Regions from separate parts of the Mus musculus genome. Here regions 2, 3, 4, 5 and 6 are each linked to region 1. A link is a contact called in public HiChIP or PLAC-seq and promoter capture Hi-C data. All regions are on one chromosome and are shown on one strand. Each heading gives the region's core, a stretch centred on a gene start, on an enhancer-like site or on the middle of the called end of the contact. The rest is flanking DNA. Distances are from core to core; before and after follow the strand shown.

The links. HiChIP or PLAC-seq counts read pairs in DNA pulled down with a chosen protein or histone mark. Capture Hi-C pulls out chosen DNA fragments and counts their contacts.
Region 2: a promoter capture Hi-C map of adipose tissue shows a contact between it and region 1. The contact joins the promoter of Pim2 here to the promoter of Tfe3 in region 1. A contact is called at or near these places in 4 of 39 promoter capture datasets (the C10 cell line, embryonic stem cells, hematopoietic stem and progenitor cells and 1 more), 8 of 484 Hi-C or Micro-C datasets (the G1E-ER4 cell line, Sertoli cells, cerebral cortex and 2 more), 9 of 115 datasets of contacts at active chromatin or transcription factors (the 230-238 cell line, effector CD8 T cells, embryonic stem cells and 4 more) and 5 of 9 other capture datasets (adipose tissue, embryonic stem cells, liver and 2 more).
Region 3: an H3K4me3 HiChIP or PLAC-seq map of the 230-238 cell line shows a contact between it and region 1, with 16 read pairs. The contact joins the enhancer-like site here to the promoter of Tfe3 in region 1. A contact is called at or near these places in 2 of 39 promoter capture datasets (the C10 cell line and macrophages), 8 of 484 Hi-C or Micro-C datasets (the G1E-ER4 cell line, cardiomyocytes, embryonic stem cells and 4 more), 11 of 115 datasets of contacts at active chromatin or transcription factors (the 230-238 cell line, effector CD8 T cells, embryonic stem cells and 5 more) and 4 of 9 other capture datasets (adipose tissue, liver, macrophages and 1 more).
Region 4: a contact with region 1 is called in a promoter capture Hi-C map of pancreatic islet. The contact joins the promoter of Plp2 here to the promoter of Tfe3 in region 1. A contact is called at or near these places in 8 of 39 promoter capture datasets (the 3T3-L1 cell line, 3T3-L1-derived adipocytes, cranial neural crest and 4 more), 5 of 484 Hi-C or Micro-C datasets (the N1E-115 cell line, Sertoli cells, embryonic stem cells and 1 more), 4 of 115 datasets of contacts at active chromatin or transcription factors (effector CD8 T cells, embryonic stem cells and memory CD8 T cells) and 3 of 9 other capture datasets (adipose tissue, liver and pancreatic islet).
Region 5: a promoter capture Hi-C map of adipose tissue shows a contact between it and region 1. The contact joins the promoter of Otud5 here to the promoter of Tfe3 in region 1. A contact is called at or near these places in 8 of 39 promoter capture datasets (the HPC-7 cell line, HPC-7-derived erythroid cells, embryonic stem cells and 3 more), 11 of 484 Hi-C or Micro-C datasets (the G1E-ER4 cell line, cardiomyocytes, embryonic fibroblasts and 7 more), 9 of 115 datasets of contacts at active chromatin or transcription factors (effector CD8 T cells, embryonic stem cells, epiblast stem cells and 4 more) and 3 of 9 other capture datasets (adipose tissue, liver and pancreatic islet).
Region 6: a promoter capture Hi-C map of adipose tissue shows a contact between it and region 1. The contact joins the promoter of Gpkow here to the promoter of Tfe3 in region 1. A contact is called at or near these places in 3 of 39 promoter capture datasets (the SN4741 cell line, cranial neural crest and erythroid cells), 2 of 484 Hi-C or Micro-C datasets (the MNK3 cell line and nephron progenitors), 6 of 115 datasets of contacts at active chromatin or transcription factors (effector CD8 T cells, embryonic stem cells, extraembryonic endoderm stem cells and 1 more) and 3 of 9 other capture datasets (adipose tissue, liver and pancreatic islet).

What each region holds. Positions count from the first base shown.
Region 1 is chrX:7,761,039-7,764,167 of GRCm38.p6, forward strand. It overlaps Tfe3 (transcription factor E3), which reads left to right and starts at 1,623. Exons shown (of 10, transcript NM_172472.3): 1 at 1,623-2,022. The coding sequence starts at 1,907.
Region 2 is chrX:7,876,847-7,879,975 of GRCm38.p6, forward strand. It overlaps Pim2 (proviral integration site 2), which reads left to right and starts at 1,460. Exons shown (of 6, transcript NM_138606.2): 1 at 1,460-1,710; 2 at 1,838-1,947; 3 at 2,782-2,832. The coding sequence starts at 1,473.
Region 3 is chrX:7,857,916-7,861,044 of GRCm38.p6, forward strand. All of the region lies in intron 2 of Otud5 (OTU domain containing 5), which reads left to right. Among named protein-coding and RNA genes, the nearest start is that of Otud5, 18 kb to the left of the region's middle. Within about 2 kb of position 1,511, at least 23 of the 459 cell types and tissues checked have an H3K27ac peak or open chromatin away from gene starts, as enhancers often do. A contact at or near this core is called in the 230-238 cell line, the G1E-ER4 cell line and pancreatic islet, where this site is marked.
Region 4 is chrX:7,669,724-7,672,852 of GRCm38.p6, forward strand. Plp2 (proteolipid protein 2) reads right to left here and starts at 1,667. Exons shown (of 5, transcript NM_019755.5): 1 at 1,420-1,667; 2 at 1-35. The coding sequence starts at 1,515.
Region 5 is chrX:7,840,171-7,843,299 of GRCm38.p6, forward strand. Otud5 (OTU domain containing 5) reads left to right here and starts at 1,661. Exons shown (of 9, transcript NM_138604.3): 1 at 1,661-2,540. The coding sequence starts at 1,947.
Region 6 is chrX:7,695,692-7,698,820 of GRCm38.p6, forward strand. Gpkow (G patch domain and KOW motifs) reads left to right here and starts at 1,443. Exons shown (of 11, transcript NM_173747.3): 1 at 1,443-1,704; 2 at 2,802-2,962; 3 at 3,065-3,129. The coding sequence starts at 1,535.

The sequences.
Region 1 (3,129 bases), core at 373-2,872:
CCAGGCCAGCGGGAACTACAAAAGTAGCTCCTGTCTTGAAGCCTTCAAAAGTAACTTAAAACTATAACCTTTCTTCTGTAAAGGGTCCCCATTGTGAGGTGGTCATGTCTGTGCAGAAATGTGCATATTTACAAAGCCAAGGGAGTGAGATTAGCTCTAGTGCAAGCCCAGTGAGCATCCTTGCTTTTATTTATTTATTTATTTATTTATTTATTTATTTATTTATTTATTTATTCTATGTAAGTACACCATAGCTGTCTTCAGACACCCCAGAAGAGGGAGTCAGATCTCACTACGGATGGTTGTAAGCCACCATGTGGTTGCTGGGATTTGAACTCAGGACCTTCGGAAGAGCAGTCGGGTGCTCTTACCCGCTGAGCCATCTCATCAGCCTGCATCCTTGCTTTTTCTTCCAGGAGTACTCGTATCTCAGACCATTCTGCAACTCACTGTGTAGCTAAGGATGATCTGGACCAACAAATTCTCTGCTGTTCATGTCCCTCCTCCTGTGATGACAGAGTTGTCCCACCATACTCCCACACCCGCTGTCATAAATTTTCTCCTGCTCCAACTGATGGTCTCAGGATGCTGGGAAGTAGGATGGGAGAAGTGGTGGGCTCTGGTGTTTTATGAACTACGTGTACCTGTTGGTGTCAGTGGAACTTCTGTGTCTGCGTCACCCTGCATTTATCTGCCGCACACAGGCTCCTCCTAAATGATTGATCAAGCAAACAAGTGAGCAAATCGATTAAGGTTGGGAAATTTCTTGTATGCAAAACAGCTTGCCTGCCTTTTTCCTTATTTATATATCTCTTATCCTCATAACTTTGCCAACACAGTTTATGGCCCCATTTGCCAGGGCAGGAACGTGGAGGCGCAGAGTGGAGCAGGTCTTCTGCATTATTCAAATAGTTCATTTTGATTATAGAAGTCATTCTCTGGAAACCAGATCTAATTACCATCCGTCCACTCATTCATCCATCTGTCAAAAGCTTCATTGACCGTCTATTGCGTAGTACAACGATCATAGTACAACAAATACTTTAGATAACAACAAAAAAGGCTGAGCTCTTTCTGGAAGACCAGCTCCGTGGCTGGACTGTGGGTACCAAAAGGGCAGGGTTTCAGCACCACCTTTAAGGAATGTCGGTGCCTCACTCAAAGTGGCTTGAGAAGACATGGGTACCAAGAAGTTGGGGTGCGGGCTGGGAAGATCCAGGGCTAAGAGCCGGCATGGTTCCGCTAAAAAAAAAAAAAAAAAAAAAAAAAAACCTTGGCATGGAGACTTTCCACGCAGGTGCAGAAAACCCAAGACTCAGCTTAATATCTTGCTGGGGATGGGGATTGGGGCTGGGGGGCATGAGGATGGTGTGGATAATTTGAGGGAGGGGGTGTGGCTCAGGAAGCTACGTAAAAATGAAGGCGTGGCTCAACCAAATCACTCCTCTCCTATTTGCTTCCGCCTCCCGGGGCGTGGCCTAAAGGCCCTTTTCCGAAGGGCGGGCCGAAGCCGGTGTTCCCTACCGCTCGAAGTCGTGGCTTAGGGCGGGCTCTCCAATCTCCCGGCTGCAACTGGCTGCCTTGCTCAGGAGGTATGGCCCAACCAGACTTCCATCCCCAGTGTGGTCACTTCCTGTGGAGTTTCCCCAGCCCAAGGAGGAGGGGGAAGAGGACGAGAGGGAGGCGAGCGGTCGTTCGGGGTTAGGTTGGGGGGTGTCGGTCCGTTCAGGGCGGGTGATGACTCACGGCCCATCCCATCTTCCCGACGCCGCCCGCCCACGCAGTGCTAGCTCCATGGCTTAACGGAGGAGGCAGCGGCAAACAGGGGGAGGGGGACTCTTATTTTGTTAGGGGGACCGGGCCAAGGCCCGACCGGCCTGGCAGGGCTCGCCCGGAGCCGGGCGTCATGTCTCATGCAGCCGAGCCAGCTCGGGACGCCGTAGAGGCCAGCGCGGAGGGCCCTCGAGCCGTGTTCCTGCTATTGGAAGAGCGCAGGCCAGCTGAGTCGGCCCAGCTGCTCAGGTGCGGGGCCACCTCTGGGGCCGGGAGTGACAACTGAGGTTCCCCGGGGACTCATCTCAGGACACGGGGGGTCCTCGACTGGGGTTGGAGACTCTTGGCCTAGGCTTGAAGGACGTCGGAGTGCCCATCTTGGGTGGGCGCCTCAGAAATCTGGTACTGATCTGCTTGGATAGACGCTTACAGGAGTAGTGGGAGTGCGTGAGGAGGGCAGAGTCATATTTGGGGGGGTGTCTTTGCTGGGTCTAGCGGGGCAGATCGTGGAGTATACAGAAACTGGTTTGCTGTAGTTGAACTTGGAAACTGATTAAAAGCTGAATTGGGGATTGTTGACTCGGTCGCGGAGGGATGAATGTGAGGGCATACATACTGTCAGGTGAGGCACTGATTTTAAGGAAATCCTGGGGTTTCCCCCCTCCCCCTTTTAGTGTGTGTGGGGGGAAAATTCAGGGAGGCAGAGGTGTTATTTGGGGCACCTAGTGATTCCCAGTAGCCGGTGCTGTGTTTTTGGGAATAGCACGAGTCTAAAGGAGTTAGGGGGAGGTCTCCGATCTGCCGGGAGTGTGTGTGAATAATTGAGCGAAGCAACTTGCTGGGCCCAATCGGTTCACTGTTGCTACCCCGCTCAGCTGGCGTCTGTACAGAAAGGCCGAGATAGTGGAAACCCCTCTTGTCTTATCCAATGGGTGATAAAATGTGATGCGGCAGGGCACACTGGAAAGATACAGTTCACTTTTTAGGCGTGGGGGGTTGGGGGGAGGCCTAGAGCCTTATATGGAAGCCCAGAGGAGGGTCTTGTTTCTGTTGCCACTCGCCCTAGCCTTGCAGCCAAGCCGGCCCTGCCCACTCCCTACCCACACACCCCCTCTTCCTTTTATTTCGCCCTCCCAGCCGGTCTCTCAGTTCCCGGGTGTAATCTTGAATCAGTCTCTAGAGCTGGAGTGAGTACCGATTGCACCATTCCCGTCTGGGTGGGTCCTCAGTCTCTCCTTTTCGGCTCCTCTCACCTCCATCAGCCTTGCTTTGAAGCTCCAGGCCTTCCTTGTCCATAGCCCTGCCCTCTCCAGCCCCCACCTTTTTCAACTTAACGTGCAGTGGTGTGTGTGAGTA
Region 2 (3,129 bases), core at 210-2,709, 120 kb after region 1:
TGTTTCCAGGTGTATCAGATGGTGACTGAGTGTGGGACTCTGCCTATGACAGTTTGTGTCTGGTATCCGAGAGAAAGAAATGCATGTTTGCGTGGGTCTCTCAGTGACAGTACATCTGTAGTTTGTCTGGATACTTTCAGTGATAAGCTGCGTGTCTGATAGTGTGTGATTGGGTCCGGCTTTTGTTGATTTGCTTATCTATGTGGTGATTTAGAGCCCAAGGATGACTACGTACCTGCTTTGGAGCAGTGCGTGTATGTGTGGAACAACTGTATATTCTTGTGACAGACTCTGGGTCTCTCATTTCTGGGGCAGCACAAATATTTCTGTGAATGTACATATCTGGTGGTGCTTGTGTGCTTGTGACAAATCTGTCAATTTCTGGTGGGGGCATATGGTATTAAGTGACCCCCGTAGGACAGTACAAGTCATATCACTGAATGTTTCTTTTCGGAACACATTTTCATGTACACCTAGGTTAGGACAAGTCTACTTGAATGTGTCTGACTATATCTTTAATGGTGGTTCTCCCGTTCTTGGTGTACGTGTGGGTATGTGAGTTCCACACACGATTGGAGGTCAGAAAGCAACTTATAGAAGTCATTTCTCCCTTTTCACCATGTGAGTCCTGAGGTCAGCAGCCTTACCTGAAGACCTTTTGCTTTTAAGACAGTCTCACTATGTTGCCCAGTCTGACCTCGCTTTCAGTTCCCAGCTCCTTTTTTACAAGGAAGTTGTAGTTCCCACAAGAACTAAGTCCTGCCATTATAGATTCAAGACCCAGACTGAGTAACAGAGCCAAGTCTAGCCAGGTTTGTATAGGATAATGGCAGCAAAAAAGCACCCTACAGGTGCCAAACTGCCATTGTTTCCTCTGCATCCCTTCCTTTTGATGACGGTAAAGAATTTTACCCTTCCCTGAAGAGTGGACCAGCTCTCCTATAAGATTACAGTTTTGGAGCAAAGGCTGCCTGATCTTGGGTGAAACACACGTGACAGGATCCTGTCTAGTTCCAGGCTCTGATTTTTAAAAGCTGGTTTGTCGTTGTCTCCTTACTGAACTCAAGGCAGCAAAGGTGATGGCGGCAGCAAACCTGCATCCTAGGAAAGGAGGCTGCGCTTTTTAAAAGTGTGTACACACCCCACCACACCAACAACCAAAACAAACGCAGTTGTCGCAAAGGAATTCCCAGAAGCGTGCATGTCTGTGTGTCCGTCTGTCTATGTGTGTGCGCGCACGCGCGCGCACCCTCCTACATTTGCATACAGGCCCTTCCTCCGCGGAAGAACCTGGCATGTATTTTGCATAAGGGGCACTTGAAACGTTGAGGGTGGCATGCAAATAAGGACTGGCTCGGATTGGCTGGGGTACAGCAGGTGCCGCGTCCGGATTGATCAAAGCCAGGTGGGCGGGTCTGTCGCGCAGGGCGACTCTCCCGGGAGGCGCGTGCCCCGGCTCAGTAGCGTTGGGGCTGGCGCGCGCGACGAATCTTAACGCTGCGCCGTCTGCAGGCGCTTCCGGGCCGCCAGATTCCCTGCCTTCCACCCTGGCGCCCCCCAGCCCTGGCTCTCCGGCCGCTCTGCCCCGGGCATCCACGCCCTGCGGGCTCAGCGGATTCAGCGGGCTCAATATACGCAGCACCTCCTCCATGTTGACCAAGCCTCTGCAGGGGCATCCTTCGCCCCCTGTGACCCCCACGCAGCCTCCAGGTGAGCGTAGCCTCCTCTGTCACAAGCAGGTTGGGTGGACTGGAATGATGGGTGCTGGTGTGGGGGCGAGTCATGGCTGGGATCAGAGTACACCGCCACCCTGACTTCCTCGCCTCCGCTTGCGTAGGAGGCAAGGATCGGGCAGCTTTCGAGGCCGAATACCGACTTGGCCCCCTCCTGGGTAAGGGAGGCTTTGGCACCGTCTTCGCGGGACACCGCGTCACGGATAGACGTCAGGTATCCCCTACAAGGGGTTCTCGGAGGGTCAGGTGTTTTGGCGAAGGGTGGTGGTGGGGTACCAGTGACTGGGATGCCAGTTGCTTCAGTGGGGAGCCTGCGTCTGCAAATGTGTAGTAGAATCATAAGGAGCAGGGTTGCTAGGAGTGTGAGTGCGCGCGTGTGTCTGCAGTCCAGGTGGGTATGGGGGTGGGCAGGATTCAGGGCAAGAATTCTAGAAGATTGGCGCTTTCTACTAGGGAGGGGGCAGATATCAGGACTGGACCCCAAGATCCATGGAATTGATGTGCGTGCGCTTGTGTGTCTGAGATGGTGGGGATGTTTTAAAAGTAGGTGTTAAGTGTGGAGTCGTGAGAACAACAATCCAGATAGAGTTGTCCTGGAGATGAGGATGATGGAGGAGGGCATGCGACGTCAAAAAAAAAAAAAAAAACAAACAAAACAAAACAAAAAGACTTGGAATTCGAATCTGGGGATATGGGTCAGTGGTAGATTATTTGTCCACCATTCACAAGCACTGAGTTCAATAACCAACATCGTGGCGGGGGGAGGGGGGAGGCATGTAGAAAGACAGTGCGAGAGAAAAAGCAAAAGGAAAAAAAAAAACTACAACTCACTCCCGTTCTGGATTTCAGGGGGTCTTGATGCTTTCTTAACGAGAGCCCAGGCGTAAATATGTTTAGGTGAACTTGCTTCTGAGGACTTAAATGCTGGGTGGGCATCTGAGCTCCGATGGATGTGATATGTATGGGAACTAGGAATACCCGGGTGGAGAGACTGGAATTGGGAAGTCTGGGATCACCTGCTGCCCCCTTATCTCAGCCTTTTTTCTAGGTGGCCATCAAAGTAATCTCCCGGAACCGTGTGCTAGGCTGGTCCACCGTGGTGAGTGTCTTTGGTGTACGTCATGACCCATAGACTCCATCACAGAACGCACGCACTGCTTTTTTTCTAGGGGACATATGACTCCCTGGGCCCTGAAACCATGAGAACCCCACCAGCCTGTGATTCCTGCCTTCATGTGATAGTTCTGATTTCACCACAATTCCCCCAGAGCCCTGGATTCTCCTTTCAAACTCTCCTTTCTCATCCTTCTTCCAAACACTGCTTTTGGGGCTGTTCACAGGACATGCTGGTGGGGAAGGAGGGGCCTAGGTCACTGGTTGTCATGGTGATGCTGGC
Region 3 (3,129 bases), core at 261-2,760, 97 kb after region 1:
CATCTATATTGTTTTCTCTTGTTTTCATATAAGTAAAGTCCTGTTGTCATACCTAAAAAATTTTTTTTCTTTCCTGAGACAGAGTCTTGTTCTCTAGCCCAGGCTAGCTTGGAACTTGGAATAATCCTTCTTCAGCCTCTTTTTTTTTTTTTTTTAAAGATTTGTTTCTTTATTATATGTAAGTACACAGTAGCTGTCTTCAGACACACCAGAAGAGGGAGTCAGATCTTGTTACGGATGGTTGTGAGCCACCATGTGGTTGCTGGGATTTGAACTCAGGACCTTTGGAAGAACAGTCGGTGCTCTTAACCTCTGAGCCATCTCACCAGCCCCTTTTTCAGCCTCTTAAGAGCTGAAATTATAGATGTAAGTCGGTATGTACAACTAAGAATTGGTAAATTTTTTTTGAGACTCTGGTCGTCCTGGCTGTTCTGGAACTTTCTGTGTAAACTAGGTTGGCCTTAAATTCTCAGAGGTCACCTGCCTTAGCCTCTCAATTGCTGGGGTTAAAGTCATATGCTACTGTGCCAGCTTAGAATTAGTAATTTCTTGATATTGTCTGTTAAGCCTGAGCTAGATCTTTGACCAAACAAGGAGTTTTGAAATCCCATACTGACATGAAGGGATCCTAGATTGTGGCCTGTTCTCTCCTCCCACACCAGTGGTTCTGCTATCTTCGAAGGAAAATTGTTCCCTGACATTTTTGAACTGGGAATCAGAAGATGTGGCTCTTAGGCTGGCTGTCTCCCCATCGGTGAAATGGGTGCTCCCTGGGCTCCATCAGTTCTTTCTAGGTCTGCTCTTGGTTTCTCGGTGATCCGCATGTTTGTTATAAGCTGTTTGGTCCTTAGCAAGTGTCTCTTCTTTCTTAATCCTCTTTCATTAGTTGAAGAGTGGGTTAAAGGACTCCCCTGTGGTGATGGTTTTGATATGGTTTGATTTACTTTGGTAAATCTCTTTAATGCATACTTGGTCATTATGGAACAGTAGCACTAGTAAAGTCTGGCTACTCTTCTCAGTTGTTTCCCAGACTCAGAGCTAGAAATATTTGTGGAATGGGTGGGACAAAGGACCACAAGCAGAAGCTATTCAGGTAATGATTTCTGTTGCTTTGGAGAAAAATCCCAACCCTTCTAGCCATCTGGCTCAGTTATGTTCTCCCTGGGAAATTTACTAGAGAAAGACCTGAGTTTGGAAATATCTTAGGGATAAAAGGAAAGCAGAGAATGAACAGGTGAGGATCTATTAGTTTCTGGGTTCCATATTAACCTCGGGATGGATGTTAGAAGAAGCAAGATTGCTTTTGGACATCTGGGCTCAGATGTTCTCTGAGGCAGCTTGGAGCCCTTGAGCACCTGGTGTGAATAGTTATCCACATCAAGAGCAGGTTTGTATGCGTATGTCTGTTTAGTTACCCCCCCCCCCCCATCAGGGCCTTCCAGTAAGGGGCCCAAGCATACAGGAAGAGCTGACCACAGCAGCTTTAAGGCCTTTCCTTATCAGCACTATGGCTACACATTTCCCCTGACTGGGCTGCCCTCAGCTTTTCTCTGTAAAACCTCAAGTCCTATGGGCTCTCCCCTGAAGTACGTGGCCCCTGGTCTCTAGGCCTCCTCTAGAGGTTTCCCTGGTGCAGAGTACACAACATGTGCTGGACAAGGGGACTTTGTCCCCAGGCTTTCCGCTGTCCCCCTGTTTCTAGCCTAGCTTATACAGGGACAGATGGCCATCACCTCACTCTTTCTACAAAGGCCTGCAAGCATTAACTTTTTACCATGTATTGACTAATGGAGGGAACATGTAACTGAGAGCTGGAATTGAGTGAGTTGCACACATACATTACACTTTGCTGTTTCTCTAACCCTGCTTGCTGTGTGCTACACATCCAGCTGGGCGCTTTAGGCCTTCCTGAGACTTTTGGATCATTATGCCATGAAATAGAAGCTCTGAAAAGAAGGGCAGAAAGTATAGCTCAGTACTAGCTCTTGTCTAGCATTTGGGGGACCCTGGATTTGATGCTCAGCATTGCCAAGGATTGAAGGAGAAGTGACAATGGTAGAGTTTGCACAGAGGATGACCCTAGGAGCCCCTAGCTCCGTGGTTTTTAACCTGTGGCTTGCAACCCCCTTTGGGGTCATATAACCATTTTTGCCTAAGACCATTGGAAAAACGATATTTACAAGTAGTAAATGCAAAATTACAGTTGTGTAGTAGCACACGTAGTTTGTTTGTTTGTTTGTTTTTTTGGTTTTTCGGGACAGGGTTTCTCTGTGTAGTCCTGGCTGTCCTGGAACTCACTCTGTAGACCAGGCTGGCCTCAAACTCAGAAATCCGCCTGCCTCTGCCTCCCAAGTGCTGGGATTAAAGGCGTGCACCACTACTGCTCGGCTCTTTGTCCATTCTTTGACCTCTCTAGATTTTCCTTCTACCTAGAAGCATTTATTCTTCCATTGTTGAGGGTCCAGTGCAGGTGGTTTTCTGTCCTTTGTTTTGCCTCTGACATCCAGAGAGCACTTTTGAATCAGTATCAATTGCTTGTACCCATTTCTCCCTAGTACCTCCTCCTAGAGATTTATGAGCATCAGTGATCTACCAGGTGGAGGCAGGTATCCTGTGACCCACCCAGTCCCTGCTGTGCTCTGATAACCTTCTAGAAACATGAGCCTCCCTCCCTCCCTTTCCCTCCATTTGACTTTGACTAGGCAGAAGTGTCTAGCTCTGGCCATGGCAATGGTGCTGGTCTCTGGACCAAGTAGAAGCCACATAGTTGTGTCTGCATGGACTTCAGAAGAGAGTAGCGTAGCTAGGGCTCTGTTATAGCCCAGAAGTATTATCCAGGCCCACTTCTGGTTGAGATAGGGTCTCACTCTAGGAACTTTTTAGGTTAGACCAGGTGCCCTTGTACCTTGAGCTTGTGATAGTCGTCATATCTTGACCTTCTGTGTATTGGGGTTACAGACATATTGCTACCATGCTTTCTTGTTTGACAGATTTTCTTTGTGACAGGGTTTCTTTAGAACTCTCTGTAGAATGTGGACCGTAGAACTTAATCTGTAGATGAGGCTAGAATCTGTAGATGAGGCTAGAATCTGTAGATGAGGCTAGCCTCCAACTCAGAGATATTCCTGC
Region 4 (3,129 bases), core at 417-2,916, 91 kb before region 1:
GCACTGAAGCAAATCAAGATCACCAGGCACAGTATCTGAGAGGGGAGCAACGGAGCTCAATCAGCCACGGGTTAAAAGCAATGGTTTAAATTAGAAAAGAGGGAGCCGGGCTTGGTGGCGCACGCCTTTAATCCCAGCACTCAGGAGGCAGAGGCAGGCGGATTTCTGAGTTCGAGGCCAGCCTGGTCTACAGAGTGAGTTCCAGGGCAGCCAAGGCTATCTATACAGAGAAACCCTGTTTTGAAAAACAAAAAAACAAACAAAAAAAAATTAGAAAAGAGGGCTCTCAAACCTAAATATCCATGGGGGAGGGGAGGAAATCTACTTTCCAAGATGTAGCTCAGTGGCTGAGCATTTGCATAACATATGCAAGGCCCTAGGTTGCACCCACGCTCCAGAGACGGTAGGGGAGGATGGGGAAGAAAGAGAAAAAAAAAAAACATTTTTCTCAAATAACTACCAGGAGTGAGAAAATGACATCTGATAATTACGAAACACCTCTCGCATGCTCAGTGTTCTTCCAAGCATTGTCTAAGGGCTTTACACGTCGTATTCCACTTAATCATCACGAGAATCTAATGAGCTAGATACATTTATTTTACACAGGAGGAAAGTGAGTCACAGAGAGGTTAAGTGGCTTGCCCAGGGTCAACCAGTAAGAAAAATGCCGAATTATGTGCTTCAGTTCTCCTTTCCCTGAGGGGAGTGGCTCTGCCAGGTGTTTTGTGAGCGCTTGTGGCGCCAGCGTCCATGCCTTGAGGGGGAGGGACGTTCGGTTCCCCAGGCAACCCCTTTGGGAAGGGGGGGGGGGGAGACTGACACTAGAAGGGCAGGGCTCCGTTAAAGGAACCGCACCTCTTTTATGAGTGACCCAAAGGCGGTGCCCACTTGGAGGGGGATGGAAAAACCAAGGTTCCCTATAACCATCCAAAGAGCAAAGGACCTCCCATCCAGTCCCAAATGGGCAAGGAAGAACTGGCGAAGTGTGGAACGCCCTACCCTAGAGGGGACTAGCTCTACCCCACCCCAACAGGCCCCGCCTTTAGGCGCACTGCCAGCCCGCCAGCTAGTGCCCAGGCCGGCCACGCCCTGCCACGAGAGGCTCCCACTCCCCAGGACCCCTTCTCTCCGACCACTATGAACCTACACCCACACACGCACCCACACATCCCCAGCCCCCAACATTAGTTATAGATAACTCACCTCACCAGTGAACCACCAGCTCTCCACCCCTTCGCCCATGCCCCACCGAACGCCCTGCATCTTGGCTGGCTTCGACCCTCCTCCACAAACTCACCCACCTGCATCCCACTGGCAAGCAGCTGGACCACGTGCCTGCCTCAACCGCCACAGTCCCGTACCCAGTGGTCCAGCCTGCACACTCAGCCTCTACCCAACCTCCGGCCGGGGAACACTCACAATCTCAGCAAACAGGAGAATTCCCTTTTTGGTGCGCGAGAAGCTGGTGCAGGCTAACCAGCAGCCGGGGGCCGAGAGACGCTCAGAATCCGCCATGGTGGTGTACTGGAGTCCCTGGGACGCAGAAGCTCTGCTTTCTGGCTCACGGGTTCGAGGTCGCTGCACACCCAGCCGTCTGTCCCGCCGTCTGGCCGGGAAGGGGGCCCCCCGGGCAAAGGAGGGAATGAATCACCGCGCCTAGCAAAGCAGGCGGGGCCGGAGGGGGCCGGGCCAGGTGGAGGCCGCCCCGGAAGCCCCCTTTGCCCTGCGGCCGAAGACGATACGGGTCCCGCACACAGCCTTATCTACAAGGTGCCTGGAAACTCCAGGTACCAGGAGCAAGAATATGTAGACCCTTCACTTTTTCTTTCTTTCTTTCTTTCTTTCTTTCTTTCTTTCTTTCTTTCTTTCTTTCTTTCCTTCTTTCTTTCTTTCTTTCTTTCTTTTTAATGCAAAAGAGCTACCGAGGGAATCTGGCTTTGGAAGGGAGTGACTCGATTTTCTACTTTTGAACTTAGCCAAAAGGTCAAGAAGTAATAGTTTCCTTAGCTGAAAAAGGGGTAGCTGAGGCCCTGTTTAAACTCGAAATTCTCGAGGCCAGGTATGTTTCCTGAATTCGGAGTGCTCTGAATTTTAAAAAGTTTTCCCTTTGCATAGAGCAGTGGTTCTCCACCTGTGAGTAAGGACCCCTTTGGGGTCCAACGATCCTTTCACAGGGGTCCCTTGAGATCATCAGAAAACACAGATGTTTACACTGCAATTCCTAACAGTAACAAAAATGCACTTATGAAGTGGCAGCAAAAATAATGTCGTGGTCAGGAGTCCTACAGCATGAGGAACTGTATTAAAGGGTCGCAGTTTTAGGGAGGTTGAGAACCACCTAACAGGCAGGGTCTGAGGTAGTAAGACTTAATTCCCCCTGGATCTGGTGTAATTGTTCACAATAAGTGAGATGAATAAAAATTGAAAGGTGTTTCTGATTGGGTCAGGTCAGGTTCTGTAGTCAACTGGTACCAAACTGGGATGAGGAGGATGCAGTCAGTTCCCAGAGTTTGGGCAGTGGTGGTGACAGTGCTGCAGAGACTGGGAACGGAACCTGGTGATCGACCTGGTGGATACTAGTGACTATATCATCAGTCTGCTTCGAGCCTAGCCCCCCCAGTAACCCGTGCTGGCCAATTCCAGGCAAGACTTCTTCTCGGCCTCGGTACTGGACCTCTGTTTTATGGTTCTGAGAAGAGAGGCCAAACAAGCTTTAGGGAAAGACTAGAGAAAGCACACATTTTTGCTGAGAGTTGGGCAAGGTAAGGGGATGGTCTTTGAGTATAATTTGGGGTACAAACGTTGACTTTTTGAGGTGTGTTCCTAAGCAATTAATTAATTCCTTCTGGCCTTCGTCGTGTCTAACTCTGAGACATGTGCCTGGTTACCTGAAATCAGGACACTCCCCCCACCCCAATGTGTTCTGGACATTGGTTTATACTCAAGTATAACGCAATCACTGAAAGGCTAGAATTCACCCTAAGGTCCTGCCTGCCCCGCCCCAAACATAGGTCCCTTCCAAATGAAGAAAGGGGTTCCCTTTTACAGTCACCATTGTTGAGAGAATGCCTGAGTAATGGAAAGGTTGAAACATTTTCCCCAGTGTTGAGTGCCTGCATTCAAGCAGGG
Region 5 (3,129 bases), core at 411-2,910, 79 kb after region 1:
CCCCTCTCTCCCTCCCTCTCCCTCACACACAATCACTTAAAATTATTTTATGTGTATGGATATTTTGTTTGCATGTATGCATTTTTCATCATACATTCCTAGTTGAGGGTGTCAGTTCCCTGGGACTGGAGTTACACATGGTTGTGAGCCCACATGTGGGTGCTGGAAATTGAACATGAGTCCTCGGAAAGTGATTAACTACTGAGCCATCTTACTCTTAACTATACTCTTAACTACTGAGCCGTTTCTCAAGCCCCTGGCTTTAAGCTCTTGCTCCTACTGCCTGAGCCTCCAGAGCCATGATAATACTAGTTTTGATATTGCACTTTTGTTATGTAATCTCAAAAGAGACAATGATTTGTACAAAGTCAATAGTTCATAATGATCCACGTGTGCCTAGAACTGATGTTTTCCTTATAAGGAATCAACGTCCAGGATTTTTCTGCACTACCACAGGTTCTAACTTATATAGCACTTACTGTGTACAATGCACAGAACCCGGCCATTTATTGGCTTTCATTTCTACCACATAGAAATTATTGCTGCTGGGTGGTGGTTTAATCCCAGCACTCAGGAGACAGAGGCAAGAGGATCTCTCTGAGTTGAAGCCAGCCTGGTCTACAGAGTGAGTTCCAGGACAGCCAGGGCTACACAGAGAAACCTTTTCTCGAAAAAACTAAATAAAAAAAAAAAAGAAAGAAAGAAAAGTTATCGCTAATCTATAGAGAAGTAGAAATAGAGACTAGATTGGGTGTGAACTGACTTGTTCCAAACACTCAGACATTAAGGGCCAAGATAGTATTAGCGTTTTAGCTGCTCAATATCAAGGAGTTTGCCAACACCACTGGGTGACACTAGCTGCTGACAGTCTTGTTTCGTAAATATTCTCTTTTCCTGAGTAAACTTTTGTTTTGTTTTGTTTTGGTGGTAGGGGGGGTGAAAAGCCTGTACCGAGCCTGCGCAATAGACAGACGCTAGAGGTGAACGTGAGGGTAAGAGGGCGGAGGTGACAGAGAAGGCGTGTTTTTCCGCCAAACACTATCAGTACGGTGCACGTCTGTCTATCGGTTGGCCCATCTGAAGTGATGGACAGCTTCGTGGAACTAATCACCGCAAGATTACGACTGTTGCCAGGGTGAAGTAGGACCCACCCTCTTGGGTTGGCGGATGGGAGGAACAGGAAGTGACGCCAGAGGGGACGCTGTGCTCTGGGAATGTTGATGTTTTCCAGTGAGTGTAACTGAGTTCCAGATGGAATCCTTGGAGAGCCGAGTCTTACTGTATATAGTAAGACAGACCGCTCTGTTTATGCACAGTGCCGACGCCTCTGAGCTCAAACCTCGGGGAAAGTAAAGCATAGACTGGGAGCCGAAAGGAGAAGCTGGGAAGAAGGCTGCCGACTTTGAAATTCGAGGCGGAGGACTTGAGAACGAGCGCTCAACCCGGATTGGCCAGTGGGTGTCGTCAAGGCTTTACGCGCCTCTTCAATTGGCTGGTGTCTGCAGTCGTCCCGGCGGGCGAGCCTTTTGCCCACGTACTTCCGTGCAGGGGGCGGGGCTGCGTCCTGTTGTGCATGCGCACAACCAGGAAGCCCCACCCGGTAGTTGAGGAACCTGCGGAGGGGCGGGGCGAAGCGGTGCTTGTTTTGGTTGTGTTTCCTCTGAAGCCGAATCCCGGAACCAGGTAGCAGAGAGCTCGGCCGGCCTTGGAGGGAGACAAGGCTGCGACCAATCCGTCTCCGTACCGTCCCACTGGACTTCACATCCGGGATCTCCTCCTGGGCGTGACCCGCGTCCCGTCTGCGGTCCTCGAACCGGTGTCCTGATCTCTTTATCCAGGCCTTGCTGTTCCCGTCGTGCCTCGCGCACGACCGTAGCCCCCTCATCCGGGTTCTCTCCCGGCGTTCTCCGCGTTTGCTTTGCTGTGGGGTACTTGGCGGTGCCGCCATGACTATTCTCCCCAAAAAGAAGCCGCCACCTCCCGACGCCGACCCGGCCAACGAACCGCCGCCGCCCGGGCCGCTGCCCCCGGCGCCTCGGCGCGGTGCGGGTGTAGGCGTGGGTGGCGGCGGCACGGGTGTGGGCGGAGGAGAGCGCGACCGTGACTCCGGCGTCGTGGGGGCCCGTCCCCGGGCTTCGCCGCCACCTCAGGGCCCGCTCCCGGGGCCGCCTGGTGCTCTTCATCGTTGGGCACTGGCCGTGCCGCCTGGCGCAGTCGCGGGCCCTCGGCCACAGCAGGCTTCTCCACCTCCTTGTGGGGGCCCCGGTGGCCCCGGCGGCGGTCCTGGTGACGCTCTTGGTGCGACAACTGCGGGGGTGGGCGCGGCAGGGGTGGTGGTGGGCGTGGGTGGTACCGTGGGCGTGGGCGGCTGCTGCTCGGGGCCCGGGCACAGCAAGCGGCGGCGTCAAGCTCCCGGCGTTGGCGCAGTTGGCGGGGCCAGTCCGGAACGTGAAGAGGTCGGAGCGGGCTACAACAGTGAAGACGAGTATGAAGCTGCCGCAGCGCGAATCGAGGCCATGGATCCCGCCACTGTAGAACAGGTAAGGGCTGGAAGGTGAGGGGCTGTTGGGCAGAAACAGCGAGTGAGTCTACCAGGCTGAGAAGGAGCGCAAGAAAATGTTTGAGATTGGTCCAAGAAACCCAGGTCTTGATGCTGGGCTTGACATTCTTTCCTGGTGGTGGAGGCATGGCTTCCCCCGAGGACTTGATAGGGGCTCTAAGTTAAGTAAGTTAAAGTACTCTTTTGCAGTCCTGAGATCTTCTCTAAGTGACTGGCATTGGGAATTCCCCAGGAGTCGCAGATACGATGGAGCCCTTCCTTAGAGGAAGCTCTCAGGCCTCTCTAAGGGACTTTGGTTCAGTAACTTTTTCCTTTAGGACAAGTGTGAGATTCCCTCCCGCAAAGAACTCGAATTAAGGTGGTGTCCTCAGAGAAATAGTCTAAGCATACCCAAGAAACTTAAACCCTTGATGTAGGAAGGACCTCTCTCTTTTGCTGAGTCTGCTCACCAGCCATGTGGCCTCCTCAGGAGTCCTAAGCCTGTATTTGGGGACCTAGACTTGCTTGTAGAATTGAAGGTTTAGAGTATACCCACACACCTTTTAGATAGTGATTTCCAAAGTATCCCT
Region 6 (3,129 bases), core at 193-2,692, 66 kb before region 1:
GGATTTGAACTCAGGACCTTCAGAAGAGCAGTCAGTGCTTTTAACTGCTGAGCCATCTCTCCAGCACTATGGATATTTTTCTATTGCATTCTCTACGTATATTAGTCAAGGTTTTATTGCTTCAATGAAACACCATAACCAAAAAGCAAGTTGGGGAGGAAAAGGTTTTATTTGGCTTACACTTTCACATCACTGTTCATCATTGAAGGACAAGAACTCAAACACGGCAGGAACCTGGATGGGTACTGCTTACTGGCTTGCTCCCTGTGGCATGCTCAACCTGCTTTGTTACAGCACCCAGGACCACCAGCCCAGGGATAACACCACCCAAATGGGCTAGGCCCTCCTCTATTAATCACTAATTGAGAAAATGCCCTATAGCTGGATTTTATAGAAGCATTTCCTCGGGGCTGGCAAGATGGTTCAGTGGTTAAAAGCATTGACTACTCTTCCAAATGGGTCCTGAGTTCAAATCCCAGGAACCACATGGTGGCTCACAACCATCTATAATGAAATCTGACTCCCTCTTCTGGAGTGTCTGAAAACAGCTACAGATAATAATAGATAAATAAATCTTTTTTTAAAAAAAAGCATTTCCTCAACTGAGACTCCTTCCTCTCTGACTACTCCAGCTTGTCTCAAGTTGACACACAAAACCAGCCACTGCACAGTTATTCACTTTACATATAATTAGATAAAATTTGTTTTCATATTTTATTCATTTGTTCATGTTTACATGTATATGTGTTCATGCATAGCATGGCACTTGTGGTGCCGTCAGAGGCAACTAGTGGCTAACTCTATCTTTTTACTATGTAGGATCTTCAAGAACTCAGGTCTTCAGCTTTTGTAGCAGACACTATTACCCATTAAGTCATCTTGTGTAAATGAAACTTTTTTTTTTGGGGGGGGGGGTTCGAGACAAGGTCTCTCTGTGTACCCCTGGCTGTCCTGAACGCCTGCCTCTGCCTCCCAAGTGCTGGGATTAAAGGTGTGCGCCACCACTGCCCGGCAGTAAATGTAACTTTTATTTGCCTGATGTAATTGTTGTCTCCATGGTTTACTGCTTTCATCTGCTAAAGTAGACCTAGCCCTGGAAGCCTCCAGCCTCTATCAGTAAGGTTCACATTGTGGAAGCACATTATGAGTTTTATTTATTTTGTTTTGTGTATATAAACATTTTGCCTGAATTTATGTTCGTGCATCACATGCGTGCATGGTGCCTGAGGATGTCGGGAAAGGGTATAGGATACTCTAGAACTGAATTCATAGCGGTTGAATACCGAGGAATAACCTAATCAATCTTCCACAGCGGCTATACCACTGAGAACTACATTTCCCAGGATGCCGTATGGCACGTTCCTATGACGTTTCAAAGAGTTTCTGCGCCCTGATTCCTGTTTCCCACGGCTACAAGGCACTTGTCTTTGAGGCGTTGCATGCTGGGATTGATTCTTACGTTTCCCGGCCAGCCCCTCACGGCTCGAGCTAAACTTCCCAGCAAGCGGAGCGCTCGCCTGTGACTCGAGCGAAGATGGCGGGCCGTGAGAGTCCGCCGCCGTCTGCCCCGTCAATGGCTCCAATTTCTTTCGGGTTCACTCGCACGTCTGTCCGGAGGCGACTGGCAGACCTCGGAGATAGCGAAAGACAGGCCCCAGAGGAGAAAGATTTCTTGGCGACCGTGGAAGGGAGGAAGCTGCAGAGGTGAAACGCCGGGTCTTTCGCGTTTTGGAAATCTGTGAAATGGGCTTAAGCAGGAGGGCAGAGTAAGAGTTGTTTGTCCTGGTGACAGTGGCCTGGAAAGCCTGAAACACTGCCTCGGGAAATTTATGGAGGTAACCAGGAGTGGCGGCAAACGCCTATAAGTCAGGACCTGGGAGGCTGGCGCAGGAGGATCAGGAATTGAACGCTAGCCTGGGCAACTAAAAAACAAACAGGAAGAACATAAGAATGTAAGGGCAAGAAGAGGGAGGTTTGTTAGGTGGGTGAAATGGGGCCTGAGAACCAGAGGTATAGATTCCTCAGAAAAAATGTCGTTGGGACTTGAGTATGTGTGCCTTTTGAGAAAGGGAAAGGAGGGAAAAATGACAGGATTCTTCCTGTCTCAGCTGAAATTGTGGGAGCTTCTCCGATTTGGAGAACTAGGCAAATTCAAGTCTGGGGAGGCCATCAGCAGTATAATTAAGTAAGAAACAAAGGTCCGAAAGGCCTAAGTGGGGGACTTGTAAAAGGCAGCTTGCCGGCCCGGAACCGGGAAGAATCTGGACTAAAGATGGTGATTTTTAGGCCATTGTGGTTGAAGGCCTAAGGCTGATTCCCACAAGACATACTTAAAGAGATCCATGGTTGTAATTCCAGCACTAGGGGATTGCACCAGGCTGACTGAGAGTTTATAAGACCAGCCTGAGCTAAATCGTGAGATGTCTCAAAAAAAAAAAAAAAAAAAAAAAAACGAGTGGACCTGTGAATAGTAACCTGTGAACATGGTCCATAGGACTGGGCATTGATCTTTCTTTCTTTCTTTCTGGCCATTGAAATTGATTTTCTTTGTTTCCTAACCTCCTTTCTATCTTGATATTTATACTTTCTTTCTTTGGAGGGGGCGTCAAGACAGGGTTCCTCTGCATCCTGGCTGTCCTGGAACTCACCCTGTAGATCGGGCAGGCCTTGAACTCAGAGATCCTCCTGCTTCTGCCTCCTGAGTGCTGCTGGAATTAAAGTCATGCGTCACCACTGCCGGCCTGATATTTCTGCTTTGTGACATGTCTACTTTCCCAACCTTTTTTCTCTCCCGACATAAGTGTGAACCCTCCAGAAGCCCCCAAGGAGCTGGTTATCCCGTTGATCCAGAATGGCTCTCGCAGGCAACCTCTGTCCAAGAACCCTAAGCCATCCTCAGAAACTAGCACCGTGTTGATGTCAGACGGTGTGTTGTCCCAGGCTGTGAAGGAACTCATTGAGGGTGAGTGGACCCTGTCTCTTTGCTCTGCCCCAGTGCAGATAGAAGGGGAAGATGTTGGAAGGATAGGCTGTGGCCTCATTGATCCCTCCCATTCTTCCTTAGAATCCAAGAAGTCTCTGGAGGAGAGGGAGAATGCAGGTGTTGACCCCACGCTCACTATCCCCATG